Regions from separate parts of the Sus scrofa genome. Here region 1 is linked to region 2. A link is a contact called in public Hi-C data. All regions are on one chromosome and are shown on one strand. The core of a region is the stretch at or near the end of the contact, and the rest is flanking DNA. Distances in the headings are between cores, read along the strand shown. Region 1 holds the start of MED25 (mediator of RNA polymerase II transcription subunit 25). Region 2 holds the start of CPT1C (carnitine O-palmitoyltransferase 1, brain isoform).

Region 1 (6,732 bases), core at 2,308-4,807, 100 kb before region 2:
ATAGGACCTGACAAAACAATGACAACTGTGAATCTTTTTTTTTTTTTTTTTTTTTTGTCTTTTTGTTGTTGTTGCTATTTCTTGGGCCGCTCCCACGGCATATGGAGGTTCCCAGGCTAGGGGTCGAATCGGAGCTGTAGCCACCAGCCTACGCCAGAGCCACAGCAACGCGGGATCCGAGCCGCGTCTGCAACCTACACCACAGCTCACGGCAACGCCGGATCCTTAACCCACTGAGCAAGGGCAGGGACCGAACCCGCAACCTCATGGTTCCTAGTCGGATTTGTTAACCACTGCGCCACGACGGGAACTCCCCTGATTTTTCTTTTTAAATAAGGGGGTCTGTCTGCCTTTCCTGATACCCGCCAGGTTTCGTTTCCTGGAGATTATCTTTGCCATTGCTTTCACTCTTTCGTTTATTCAGCAAAGATCTCCTGAGGCCTCGTGGGTGCTAGGCTCCAGCTAGAAGCGAATGGTAGGACCAAGAGCCAGTCCTAGACATTCACAGTCCAGAGGTATGGGCTGTGGCAGGGCAACACCCAGGAGCAACGGGGGCAGAGAAGGGCACAAATGGCTGCTTGCCAAAATCATGGAAAGGACATGTGAGTTGGGGCATGATGTTTATATAGGAGTCTGCCAGGGAGAAGCAGAGGATGAAGTGCATGCTGGGCCTTCATTCCTTTACTCGCTTGTTCAGCAAAGCTTTCCTTTGGCCTCCCCTGTGCCAGGCCTTGCACTGGGTGCTAGAGACTTGAGAGACGTCAGACTTGGACGTGGGCCTCAAGGAGCCCCCATTTACCATTCACATCTTCCCACCACCTCTCCCGGTGGGGCTCGATTGGCGTGGATTTTGCCCCAAGGGGACGTTTGACAATGTCTGGAGACATTTCTGTTTGTCACACTTGAAAGGGAAGCAGCCACCGGCATCTGGTGGGTAGAGGCCAGTTACTGAACACCTCAAGAGGCATGAGATGGCCCCCCCACCACAAAGAATCATTCGGTTCAAAGGGTCAACAGAGCCGAGGTTGAGAAATCCTGTTCTCCCTGACCACACGGGGAAACCTGTCAAGTTTCCATCGAAGGCGCAGCCCCCAGTCCTGCACACAGCCTGCAGCAAAGCAGGCCTTCAACCACATTCGCTGCGGGGATGTATGAAGATTAACAGCAGCCTGTGAACTGACACTGTTTTTTTCTTTTCCTTTTTTTAGGGCCGCACCTGTGGCGTATGGAAGTCCCAGGCCAGGGGTCGAGTATAAGCTGCAGCTGCCAGCCTACACCACAAACCAGCACGGGTTAATGAACTCTGACCAGACCCTGAGCTGAACACAGTAAGAAGATGAGCTCCTGGGACCCCCCGCCCCCCGCCCCAAGAGTGCTGAAACACAGACTACTGTTATCCAACTGCAAACCAAGAAACGGAACGCCGAAACCCGAGCTAACAGCAAAAGCTTAGGCAGCACTTCATACATCAGGCACTGTTTTAAATCGTCAGCAACTCATTTGCTTAATTCACAAGGTAACCCTACAAAGTTCTCACGAGGTCCTCAATGATCCTCAGCTCATGGGAGTCCCACCCCCTCACACGCGGAACAGGACGGAGCTGAATGAGAGCTGCTGCTGTGGAACTTGCAAGGGATGCTCGGGCTGAGGAAAGCCGGCTGCCACATTGGGAGGACACGCAAGCAGCCCCATGGAGATGCCCTGTGGCTACCAGCCGGCAAGGAGTGGAGGCCTCCAGCCAACAGCCTTTGGGTGAGCCACTTAGGAAACGGATACATCAGTCCCAATCAAACTGCCAAATGACTGGTGACTGCAGCTCATGGTGACTGAAATCTCAAGAGAGACCCTGAGCCAGAGGCATCCATCAAAGCCCCTCCTGAATCCCTTACTTACAGAGACCACATGAGATAATAACTATTTGTGTTGCCCTTTTTTCTTTCTCTTTTTGGCTGCACCCATGTTCCTAGACCAGGGAACAAATCTGAGCCACGGCTGCGACCTACACCACCGTGGTCAGAGCCAATGCCAGATCCTTAACCCACGGCACTGGGCCACCACAGAGACAAGCTGGATCAAACCCTCGCCACCACAGAGACAAGCTGGATCCTTAACCTGCCTGAGCCACAGCAGGAACTCTTTTTCGGTTTGTTTTGCTTTTCAGGGCCTTGTTTTTAAGCAGCTAAATTTCAATCTGTCGCCCAACAGGAGAGAAGGAATACAATAGCTGTAAGAACTATCAACATTCCCCTTTTAGAGATAAATTATGTTAAACACAGAGAGAACCAGGACTCCTGGGTCTGGGAGTTCTGTTGGGGTATAGCCATGCGGTGGCCCCAGGCTGTCTGCACCTGCAAGAGTTTGCAATGCAAACTTATCAAAACCTGCTCCAAAGCACAAGATGCCTAGCCCAACCCCACCCCCTTTCAATCAGGCTTCACTGCGCTCAGCTGAAAAAGGAAGCCACGGGAGAAATGAAACACAAACAAAAAGGGGGGAAATCGCACGGAGAGTAGGGCCTGGGTGCTAGAGTTCCTTCCGCTTCCAAACCAGATGGCATCACCGCTGAGCACACAGAACCGGGCACACAAGTGACTTAGGACAAAACCACAATCCCAATCACAGTCCTTGTTAGCTTCCCAATGTGAGGGAATGGATCCTACAGCTCAAACCCAGGTCCCTCCCAGGGTCCCCCAACCCACCCCAAAGCCCGGAAAAGAGCTCACTTAATGCCATCCAGCCAGGTGACAAACTCATAGGCGCTGCTGGTAGGAGCGTGACATTGTACGTAGGACTCCGGAGCGCAGTCCACCGTGTTGAACACCACGAGGCTGTATTGGGTCCCCCCATACTGGCAGAGGAGGACAGAAGAACTTTTCATCTGGGACCTCAGCTGTCTTTTCTCTCAGAGAAGTGGGAGCTCCCAGCTCCCTCCTCCCTCGAACCCAGGAGTCCGCACCCGAGCCTCTCCTCCCTCGGATCCAGGAGTCCAAGCCCCCAGGCCCTTCTCCCTGGGACCCAGAAGTCCGGACCCCAACCCTCCCGCACGACTCAGGAGTCTGGAACCACCCCCCGCCCCGCTCCTTCTTCCTCAGCTCCAGCCCCCTCCTCCCGGACTCAGAGCCCGGACCCCAGCCCCTCCCCCGAGACCCAGTAGTAGGGACTCCCAGCTTCCCTCTCCCTCGACCTTCAAGAGTCCCAAGACTCACGTCTCCCCCGAAGTCGGTCTCCGCAGGAGGACCACCATTAAAATACCTGTGAGGGTCGGGGGTGAAAAGTCGGGGTGAGGCAAGAGACTGGAAAACTAAAGTCGGAGGGCGGGGTTGGAGTCGCGGAAACCTCACTCACTCGATGGCGGGGAGCAGGTAGTGCTTTCGAAGCCCCTCGAAGTAGGGCCCCAGGTTAGCTGTGCCCTCAATCACAAACACCACGTCAGCTACGAGGCCCCCGGCGCGCGCCGGGCCCTCCGACCCGAGTACCATGCCCCGCGCCCCAGCCGCCGCTGCCGTTGCCGCCGTCGCCGTCTCCGCCACCGCGGGATGAGCGCAAGTGCGCCTGCGCCGCGCCCGCGCCTGCGCCGGACGGCCTCGCGCCCCTGACGCCGCGCCTGCGGCCATGTTTGTGCGGGGCACTCAGGGCGCGTCGGTTGATCTCCATCCTCCTTCGTACCAACCTTGTGCAAGCCTCCAAAAGGACCTAGAGAACCCCTTCGGGGGCCTGGTGTAAAGATTAATTATTGGCAGGACGTAGAGAACGAAATATATTGAGAGCGGCGCTTCGGCCGCCATCTTTGAGCGGGGCGGCTCTTCCGACACTAGTTTCACTGGGAGGGTCGGAAGATCTAGTTGCCATGCAACGCGCACGCTGCCCTGGTTTTCTGACAGAGATTAGGTTTTCAGCTAAATTCTTTCTGGCTCCCAGGGAACCGGGAGGGGGGGGTGGGTCGTGTGCAGGGTCCAATCACCTAGTCTGAAACAGGGTTACTAGGCAACGCTTTAAAGGGGCAATCGACTCTGGAGAGAGTGCAGCTGTTTTTTTTCCCTGAAGAGACGGCTCACTCCAACCCCAGTGGTGGTTGCTAAGTAACACCTGATAGTTGTTTTCTGGGCGAGAGGCCAGAAACCGGCCTAGATCTGAAATACGTTCCAGGTGGATTAAAAATGCAAATGAAACCATAACACTGTATAATCTTGAAGACTGGAAAAAAGAGTTTATCATTGCAGCAAAGCCAGAAAACGTAAAATACAGATCTGTTTCTCCGCAAAAGACTCCATAAACCAAGTTGAAAACGATCTATAAACCGGGAAAGTCGTTGGAACTTAAGTGTTGACAGAAATTTACTACACAGATACATTTTACTAATTAATAGAAACTTAGGAAAATAATACTTTTTTTAGGTGGGGAAGGAAAATATTGCAGGCTTTTCCCACCCACAAAACCTATTTTAAAATATCGAGTAATGGACTTCTCCTCGTGGCTCAGTGGTTAACAAACCCCACTAGTATCCATGAGGATGTGCTTTCGATCCCTGGTCTCACTCAGTGGGCTAACAGTCGGCTTTGCCATGAGCTTGTAGGTCAAAGATGCAGCGCAGATCCTGAGTTGCTGTGGAGTAGGCTGGTGACTACAGCTCATATAGGACCCCTAGCCTGGAAACTTCCATATGGGGGGGGTGCTAAAAAGAAAAAAAAAAAGAAAAAGGGAGTAAATCTCTGAAAGCCACTCATCTTCGATTAAATAATACTGGAGTTCCCCTGTGGTGCAGCGGGTTAAGGACCCCCTGTTGTCATTGCAGCAGCTGGGGTCGCTGCTGTGGTAGGGGTTCAATCCCTGGCCTGGAAACTTCCATATGTCTCTGCTGCAGCCAAAGAAAAAAAAGAGTGCTGTCAGCATTTTACTCTTGTCAAGGTAATTATGTTGGAAGGTTGGAAAACACACGTCCATGAGGATGAGGGGGTTTGGGTAAAGTAAGCTGGTGAAGACGTGGGATAGTGGGGGTGGAAATGAGAACAACGTCTTCCAATGCAGTTTGTCGATATATTTCAGGGAAAAAGGGTGCGTTGCTTTGCACACTCAGCAGTATCACTATATTGTCACATTTATCTTTTTCCTTTTTGATTTGCTGAACGTTTTATGGTGTTGTTTCTTTTGGCTGCACCTCCAGCATATGGAAATTGCCAGGCCAGGGGTCAAACCCCCACCATAGCAATGCCAAAGGCACGGCAGTGACAACAGGGGATACTTAACCTGCTGCACCACCAGGGAACTCCTTTGCTGAACCATTTTATTTATTTAGGTATTTTTTTACTTTTTAGGGCCACACTTGTGTCATATGGAAGTTCCCAGGTTAGGGGTTGAATCTGAGCTGCAGCTGCTAGCTTACCGCACAACCATAGCCACAGCAACTCAGGATCTGAGCCCGGTCAGCAAACTGCACCAAAGCTCACACGGCAATGCCAGATCCTTAACCCACCGAGCAAGGCCAGGGATTGAACCTGCATCCTCATGGATACTAGTTGAGTTTATTACCACCAGCGTATGCCACAACAGGAATTCCTGCTGAACCCTTTGAAAACAAATCCCCCAGGAGTTCCTGATGTGGTGCAACAGGTTAAGGATCCAGCATTGGCTCTGCAGTGGCTGGGGACATTGCTGAGGCATGGGTTGTATCCCTGCCTGGGAACTTCCATAAGCCTTGGGTGTGGCTAAACAACACCACCACCACCCTGCCATCTAGAGTTCCCATCGTGGCTCAGTGGTTAACAAACCTGACTAGTAACCAAGACGATTCGGGTTCAATCCCTGGCCTCGATTAGTGGGTTAAGGATCTGGCGTTGTCGTGAGCTGTAGCAAACAAGGCTGGGATCCTGTGTCGCTGTGACTGTGGCTACAGCTACAGCGGCTACAGCTCGGATTGGACCCCTAGCCTGGGAACCTCCATATGCCACAGGTGAGGCCCTGGAAATGACCAAAAAAAAAAAAAAAAATTATTTCTTAGTCTGGTCAAACACTTAAATCCATGATCAAATTTATCTTGGAGTTTCTGTCATGGCTCAGTGGTTAAGGAATCTGACTATGAACCACGAGGTTGCGGGTTCCATCCCTGGCTTCTCTCAGTGGGTTAAGGATCCAGTGTTGGCCGTGAGCTGTGGTGCAGGTCGCAGACACAGCTCGGATCTGACATGGCTGTGGCTGTGGTGTGGGCTGACGGCTACAGCTCAGATTGGACCCCTAGCCTGGGAACCTCCATATGCCACAGGTGCAACCCTAGAAAAAGACCCAAAAAAAATTTATCTCAAAACGTCTTTTGTGGACTTCTCTTGTAGTGAAGCATGTTAAGGATCTGGCACTGTCACTGCAGTGGCTTTGATTGCTGTTGTGGTGTGGGTTTGGTCCCTGGCTTGGAAATTTCCACCTGCCACTGGCAGAGCCAAAAAAAAGGAGGAAAAAAAATCTTTAAAAGGCAGAACAACAAGAAATATAAAAATTAAATGGTAGAAATAAATCTAAATACAATAGTAGTCACAATAAATATAAGTGGACTAAAGAGATGCTTGGAACTATGGGGAGAATTTGACATTTAGCTTCATTTGTTATTTTATGCACCTGTTTATTCCTCTAGAGGTTTAATGTAATTTAATATGCAGGGTGAATGTCTTCACATTTCTTTTTTTTTTTTTTTTTTGTCTTTTGTCTTTTGTTGTTGTTGTTGCTATTTCTTGGGCCACTCCCGAG
Region 2 (7,036 bases), core at 226-2,725:
CAGGTAACTGTATTCCCGGAAGGAAACCAAGGCGCAGCCCTCCTCACCCAGAAACGGGAGAGATGCCTTTTCCAGGAGCGCAGTCCGGAGAGGTAGATCTCCTGCAACAATGGGGGACTGAGTTCCACTTCTCCCCCGTCCGAGGTCAGCGGGGGTCGGAAACCCACGGCCTGGTGCGCTTCGGCCATGTCACGCTCCAGCCCTGGGGGTGGGGAAGGACAGACGGTCATTCTCCAGACCCTCCCCTCCGCCCCCGCAGATCCAGGAATATAGGACGCCAGCTTATCCTTCCCTAACCACCTGAGGGGTCGTGAGGGTCCTGGCCTTAGACGCTGGTGTGGGGGGACTTCAACTGAACGCACAGAGAGGCAGGAGGGGTAATTCGCTCTAACCTCTTCTGCGGCTATTCTGAGAACGTGACGGGGACAGTGCCCCCTCCCCAATGGACGTCCAAGATTCGGGGGTCGGGGCGGAAAACCGATTCAATTCAGGGTGAGTTGCGAAGTCTCCGGAAAAACATTAAACCCAAACCCTTTTGAAATGAACACCTGCCGGACGCTGGCATCTTCCACACCATTTCCGTTTCCCCCTCCAGGGAGCTGGGAGGGGAGTGTCGGGAGGGGGCAGCTGGGCGGGGGCTCTCTACCAAGCCATCCTCTCTGGGGTGGTCCAACGTCCCCTCCCCCCCTTCCGGGGCTGAAAGGGATGAGCGGGGGCGGGGCACCCCTACTGCGCATGCCTCGCAGGCAGGGATGCGGAGGCTGAGGGCAGAGGCGAGCGTCGAGGACAGGTGATGGAGAGGCCTGCACTCCCAGCCCGACACAATCCTCCAGCTCCAGCAGAAGCTCGGGCCGCTCTAAGTCCGGCACTTACCACGCTGAGTCAGGGGTCTGCCGATCTGATCCTAGCGGGAGTACACGGGCGACCCCCGATTTAGAGCTCCGGACCCATGCCTCCCACTTGCCTATGTCCAGTTCCAGTGCTACGAGGCCACAACTGGGTCGACGGACCTTCAGAGCTCCTGTCTGCTTCTGACTATCCAACATCCAAGAACCCCAATTTCTGTCTCGCCTTTGCCTCTCCGGATATTCTAGTCCCGGGTTTTATCCCCGCCCCTCCCAATCTTCTCTCTCCGCCCCCTTCGAATTCCAGCGTCCAATCCCCTCCATCCGTTCGATCCCCAGCCCTCAGACTCCTACCCGCCCGATGCTCCACAATTGGGCCGCCCCGGTTCTACGCAGCGCTCTCCGAACCCCGGGTTCTTCGGCTCCCCAGTCCGCTCTTTGTCTTTTTCACTCTTTCTCTTTGAGGAAGGAGGCTCAGCCTGGAACTCGGCCCACGCGCGTGGGAGCCGAGCGAATCTCAGCCCTACCGCTCGGGAGGGAGGAGGGCTGCTTTGGGGTCGGGTTGACCCAGCAAAACCACCCACGGAAAGTGCAACTGCATGGATTGAGTTGGCGTGAAGGCGCTTCACGGCTCGGATTCAAGTTAGGCAGAGCGACTTCCGTGAGGGGAAAATGGTGCATGGATAAAGGGGAGAATATATTAGGGACCAGGCTCAGGCTGGGAGGCCAGAATAGGCACAGACAAGCAGAGACTTGAAACATGGAATTCTCGTATATTTATTCAGCTCTGGACGTTAACATTTTTTGTCCAGCCTGGGTCCGGTGTGCACGTGGGTCCAGCCCAATTGCAGTCTGGGGAGGTGGATGGAGTTAGGGCAAAAGAAACTTGAGGTCACAGCCTCAATACACAGATGGGTAAACTGAGGCCAGGGAAGGCGTAGAGATGTGCCCAATGTCACCCAGCAAGTTGCGCTCTGCGCAGGCTGGGGTCCTGGAGACGCCGCAGGAGTCTGGCCTCCCGCCGCCGCCGCCGCCGCCGCCGCCGCCCGTAGCTGTAGGGGTCCTGAGGCTTGCGGCCAGCCTTCCCTGAGAGCTCCTTGGTGGAGGCAGAACGGAGCCAGTATATGATCTCTGGCAGGCGGTGCGTCTGGCAAGTGCCCAGGGAACACAGGCGCCCGCTCTTTAGGGAAACCTGGTGCCGGGTCAGCCTGGGGATGGAGCGTGGGAGAAGGGCCGATTCAAACAATGCACTCGAGAAATGCGGCCCGATGGGGAGACCCAGAAGTCCGAAACTGGCGGGCCGCGTCTGCAGATCATCTTCCCACCCCACCCATCCTCCCGAGGCACCGACGCGGAAAGCCGCCTAGAGAGGGCGCATGCCTTTCGCGGTCTTTTTCCCACCCAGTCCCCGCAGCCACCAGCGTTTCTCACCTGCCCGCGGAGTCTGGGTCCCCCAGGATGGAGGAAGCAAAGAGCCACAGCAAGAGGATATGGGCGGTCATCGTAAGGGGCTGGGGGGGGGGAACCCCTCGAGTCGAGCGGCTCCTCCGGGGTCCGGCCCCGCCCAACTCCCCGGGTCTGGAGAATCCCCCGAGCGCCTGCTTTAGCGCGAGGACTCAGGGCGTCCCCACTTCTCAGGAGGAAAAAACTGAGGCCGAAAGAGCCACACCACGCCAGAAGGGAAGGATTTAGGAGCCAGACGCCCACCTTCCGCACCGTGGGTACGGAGCCCTCACGGGTGTGCGGGTCCCGCCGCGATGCGGCCTATGCCCCTGGGAGGCCTCGGGAGACGCGACCCCTTTAAGGCGCAGGAAGGAGGGGCGGGGCGGCCGACACCTGCAAGCGGCCACCGACGCAGCTGCGAGGCTTCCAGGAAGGGGTGGAGGCAGGGCAGCACCTCACCCTCTCATCTGCTGGGGACCTGAGTAGCCCAGAAGCTGGAGAGACCGCAGTCTTAGGGGACAGACGATCGTTCTCGGGGGGAGGGGGGGGGGGGCTGGGCAACGTGGGACATTGGCAATTGGGACAGATGGCAAAGGGAGGCCCCAAGGTTGCAGAGGAAGTGTGGGCTCTGGCATGGTCACCATCCTGGGAGAGGGATGGGTGGAGCTGAGCATGAGGGGCAGGCGGCCTTGACACCCCAACCAGGGCCACGGACAGTGTGTCTGGGGAGTGTGTCTTGAGTGATCCAGGTCCTGAAGCTGGGGGACCAGTGACTCTGGACAAGGCCCGGAGAAAGGAAGGGCAGGCAGGGGCATTGCCATGGCCTTGGCAGAGACTGAATAGAAAGCCCCCCAGGAAGCTGTGGGAAGGTGGTTATGGGGCCTTAGTGTCCACCTCTAAAGTGGGCCAGAAGGTGGGAAAACCCCCCTCTGCTGAGATCCCCCCACCCCCACAACAAAGCATTCTATCCCCCCTACGAGCACACCCCACCAAAGGACTCAGTTTCCCCAGCCCAAGAGGCAAGGGCAGTCGTCGCTGCCAGTCAGCTCTGACTTGGCCTTGGAGGGTCCTGGACAGGAAAAAACAGCCAGAGCGGAACAATGTGTGGGGGGAAGGCTGCAGAGGGCCTTCTGGGAAACTTAAGGGCCCAGCTGTGCTGGGAACCCACACCCCCACCCTCCCCCATCCCCGCAGGGCAGCTGGGAGCAGGAACCCTGCTCAGTGGGGACAAGAGGAACAGGCCACCAGAGGCATGGCAGAGAAGAATGGGGGGCAGACCTTTCGAGCTGGTGGGGAAGGTCCTGGGACAAACCCTTGAAAGAGTGGAGGACCCCGAGAGAGACCCAGAGACCCAGAAGGGGTGCGAGAGCCCCGCAGCCACCAGCTGGCGCTGTCCGCATGCTCTGGTTAGGGCTGGCATCTCAGCACCTGTGGATTGGGACCCTGACCCCACTGTGCCCCCAGGAAGCTGAGCCGTCCCAGCTGAGGATTTATTGGCGTAAATGCAACCATATAAAAACATAAGTTATGAAAAACACAGTCACGATGTGCCCCCCGCCCCTGGCCCCTAAAACCCCCTTCTGTGGGAGGGAGGGTGGGAGAGGAAGGGGGAGCCCCGAAACCGCCTAAGAATGCCGCAGCCCCTGGGCCCTCGCAGGGCCGGCCCGGCCAGGGTGGGAAAAGCCGGCGCCACCTAGCGCATCCGGTAGTCGGTGGAGCAGGACAGCTCGCACAGCTGGCCTTTGAAGTCCAGGTCAATGGTGAAGTCCAGGTCACGCTGTGGGGAGAGCGTGGGCATGAGGCAGAGACAGAGGCCCCTGGGGAACAGAAGCCACAGGCCGTCCCCAGAGACCCCACATTGCTGGGCCCAGGCCCAGCCTCTGCCTCGAACCCTGCCTGCCTCCCAACAAGACGCTCACATGACAGCCTCAAACCCACTGGGAACCCAGCCAACACCCGCCCCCAGCAGGGGCAGAGGTCCGCTGCTGTCTCAGGCATCATCAGATTTCCCCCATCAGCAAAACAGGTATTTCTTCCTTCCTTTATGAGAAGCAAATCTCTCTCCAGCACTTTCTCCTCTCAAAACACTCCATGGTCCCACCCCACCATCCCCACTTCCTCTCCTCCACAGCTTCCTGGGCACCAACCCTCCCGGAGCCATGGCCCCCAGCACTCCCTGGCTGGGACAGTCACGGGGACCTCAGTGACTTCTGCCCCGGGCCATCACTGCCTTTCAGCCCTGGATCCCGCCTTCCTCCTCCCTCTCTGGGTCTCTCGTTAGTTGTGGTTTTTTCAACCTGTGCAACAACTGACATCTCGGGCTGGACCACTCTTGTGTCTAGGGAGATTCTTACTATCCTGCGCACCCCAGATGCTCAGCAGCTGTCACCCCCTGACCTCTACCCGCTGGATACCAGCAGGGCCTCTTAATGTCTCTAGACGCTGACCTGTCCTGGGGGGGGATTATCCATGGTTGAGAATCGCTGCTTAAATCGGCTCTTACCTCCCAGACTTAAAAAGCAGGGGCCACCTTGGGGGCATCACGCCCCGCCCCAACCTGATTGACACTTCAGCGCAGGCCACGCCCCCGGCCCTGGACTCGAGACCTTTCCCCTCCCCCGCCCGCGGGCGGGGCTGCGGCTCCTGACTTTGGCAGAGGCCCGCGTCTCAGAGGCGGGCAGCTCCGTCCAGCCCGGTGCTCAGGGGCATGAACAGCCCTCCTCGCCTTCCTCATCCCCATGCCTACGTGAGGCTCTCCCGCCAGCTCTGGCCCCGCGCCCGCCTTCCGGCTCCAACACCCGCTGGCCCCCTTCCCAGCTACGCAGAAGTGTCTAGAATAGCAGAGGGCAGCCAAGTCCGCCGTTGGGCTTGGGGTAAGGGGTGCTGGGGGCCCCCCCAGCCCTTCCCCCTCCTCGCGAGCCTCACGTTGTTCTTGGCGTTGGGCCGCATGCCGATCGTGCCAAAGATCTCCTCGCCCGTCTTCACCGTCAGGTAGTCCTCCATGTAAAACACCGTCTGCTTCCAGTGCGTGTACGGGGACTCGGGGCCTGGGGGGCAGGCGGGTCAGCCGGGCACCCCCCCGACCCGGCCCCCAGCCCCCACCCCACCCCCTGTGCCTGCGGACGGAGCCGGGACCACAGTCTCTTCACCCTCGGCAAGCCTGGGGAGAGGGGCCGTTTCCTGGGCAGGTAATCTGGGGCCTCGGGGTCCCCCTGGCCGCTCTTTTTCTTCTCTTTGCCTTTTTTTTTGAATGGCCGCACCCGTGGATATGGAAGCTCCCAGGCTACAGCTGCCAGCAGACACCACAGCCACAGCAGCAATGTGGGATCCTTAACCCATGGAGGGGAGCCAGGGGTCGAACCTGCCTCCTCAACGACACTAGCTGGGTTCATAACCGCTGAGCCCAATGGGAACTCCTTTTTCATTTGTTAAATGGCCACACCCACAGCATATGGACGTTCCTGGGCCAGGGATTAAATCTGAGCCACGGTTGCTGTCACACTGGATCCTCCTAACCCACTGCACCAAGCTGGGGGTTGACCACGCGCCTCTGCAGCGACTCGAGCTGCTGCAGTCAGATCCTTCCCTCCCTTGCCACAGTGGGACCTGCCCCACCACCCCGCAGCGCCCGGGCCCCGCCTCACTGGTGGAGAAGCCGGTCCTCTTGTGGCAGCGGGTGAACTCGATGTTGAAGTAGGCCACCAGCGCGTGCACGTAGTCGTTCCGCTTCACTTGCAGGCAGAAGGGGGACGTGAAGGTCAGGTCCTCCACTTTGACTGTGTAGATGTCAACCTCCTGTGGGATGAGCCTCGTGAGCCCCAGTCCCGCAGCTCCAGCCCAGGGGCCTGCCGAAAGACCTGGGGGGCCCTGTTGGGTCCCCTGCTCCCCTCTCCCCCAACCCCCTGATCTGACCCTCCGACTTCCTGGAGCCACGCTGCTCCCTGGAGAGCTGTCTGCTGACACAGCTCCACTGCCCCAGCCACCATCCCCTCTCCCCGGCAGCGGCATCTTAGCAGGGTTCCCTGCCACTCCCCCCACACGGACCCCTGATTCCAGTGTGACAATTTAAAAACAGCAGCAACCAGATCCACGTCAAAGCCCTAGTTACAACTCTTGACTGCGCCCCAGTACACTCGGCACCGAACCAGGTCACAGAGGCTCTCCTGGTCAGGGCATCTGCCACCACCCCTGCTTCCCTCTGCAAACTCCCTCCTCCTCCACCCAGTTCTGCCTGCCTCATGCATCCCTGCAAGATGTGATGCTGGGGTGGGGGGACCTCAAAAAAGGATAGCTGCCAGTATTCTTTATCAGGGACCCAAGTGTGTATAAACTTGCTGGTGGCCCTGGGCTTCCTGCATTTGGTGGCCCTGCCTGGGGTCTCTGCTGCCTGCCTGGGGGAGGGGGGGTGCCCAGGGGGGCAGGGCTAGCCCCTCTCACCACCCCATTCTGGAACCCAAGGGCCATGCCTGGCTCACAAAGGTTTTTAAATGAAGTGGCTTCTCCAAGTGTCTAGTGCCATCTGCAGTGGACACAACAGGCTCCTGAGGCCTCAGGCAAGCAAGCACTCTGGGCCCTGATGTCCCCATCCACGGGCCAGGTTCCGACCCTTCAGGACACTCGGCCACCACCAGCCACCCCCCCCGACCCCGCACCTTTATGAGGCAGGCGTTGGTAACCAGCTGCTTGGGGTCCACCACATCCACCAGGGGCTCCTTGATGGCCACGTCTTTGATGCAGGACATGTCAAA

The links. A called contact is a pair of places that touch in the nucleus more often than the background predicts.
Region 1: a Hi-C map of skeletal muscle shows a contact between it and region 2, with 2.8 times the contacts expected there. The contact joins the promoter of MED25 here to the promoter of CPT1C in region 2. A contact is called at or near these places in 1 of 5 promoter capture datasets (liver), 2 of 47 Hi-C or Micro-C datasets (both in skeletal muscle) and 1 of 2 datasets of contacts at active chromatin or transcription factors (alveolar macrophages).

What each region holds. Positions count from the first base shown.
Region 1 is chr6:54,831,128-54,837,859 of Sscrofa11.1, reverse strand. It overlaps MED25 (mediator of RNA polymerase II transcription subunit 25), which reads right to left and starts at 3,557. Exons shown (of 19, transcript XM_003127336.5): 1 at 3,346-3,557; 2 at 3,207-3,252; 3 at 2,724-2,848. The coding sequence starts at 3,479.
Region 2 is chr6:54,727,140-54,734,175 of Sscrofa11.1, reverse strand. CPT1C (carnitine O-palmitoyltransferase 1, brain isoform) reads right to left here and starts at 1,475. Exons shown (of 19, transcript XM_021094747.1): 1 at 1,200-1,475; 2 at 48-202. It overlaps ADM5 (adrenomedullin 5 (putative)), which reads right to left and starts at 2,567. Exons shown (of 2, transcript NM_001099939.1): 1 at 2,277-2,567; 2 at 1,638-2,053. The coding sequence starts at 2,347. The coding sequence ends at 1,801. It overlaps PRMT1 (protein arginine N-methyltransferase 1), which reads right to left. Exons shown (of 9, transcript XR_002344722.1): 7 at 6,941-7,036; 8 at 5,214-6,083; 9 at 3,765-4,065.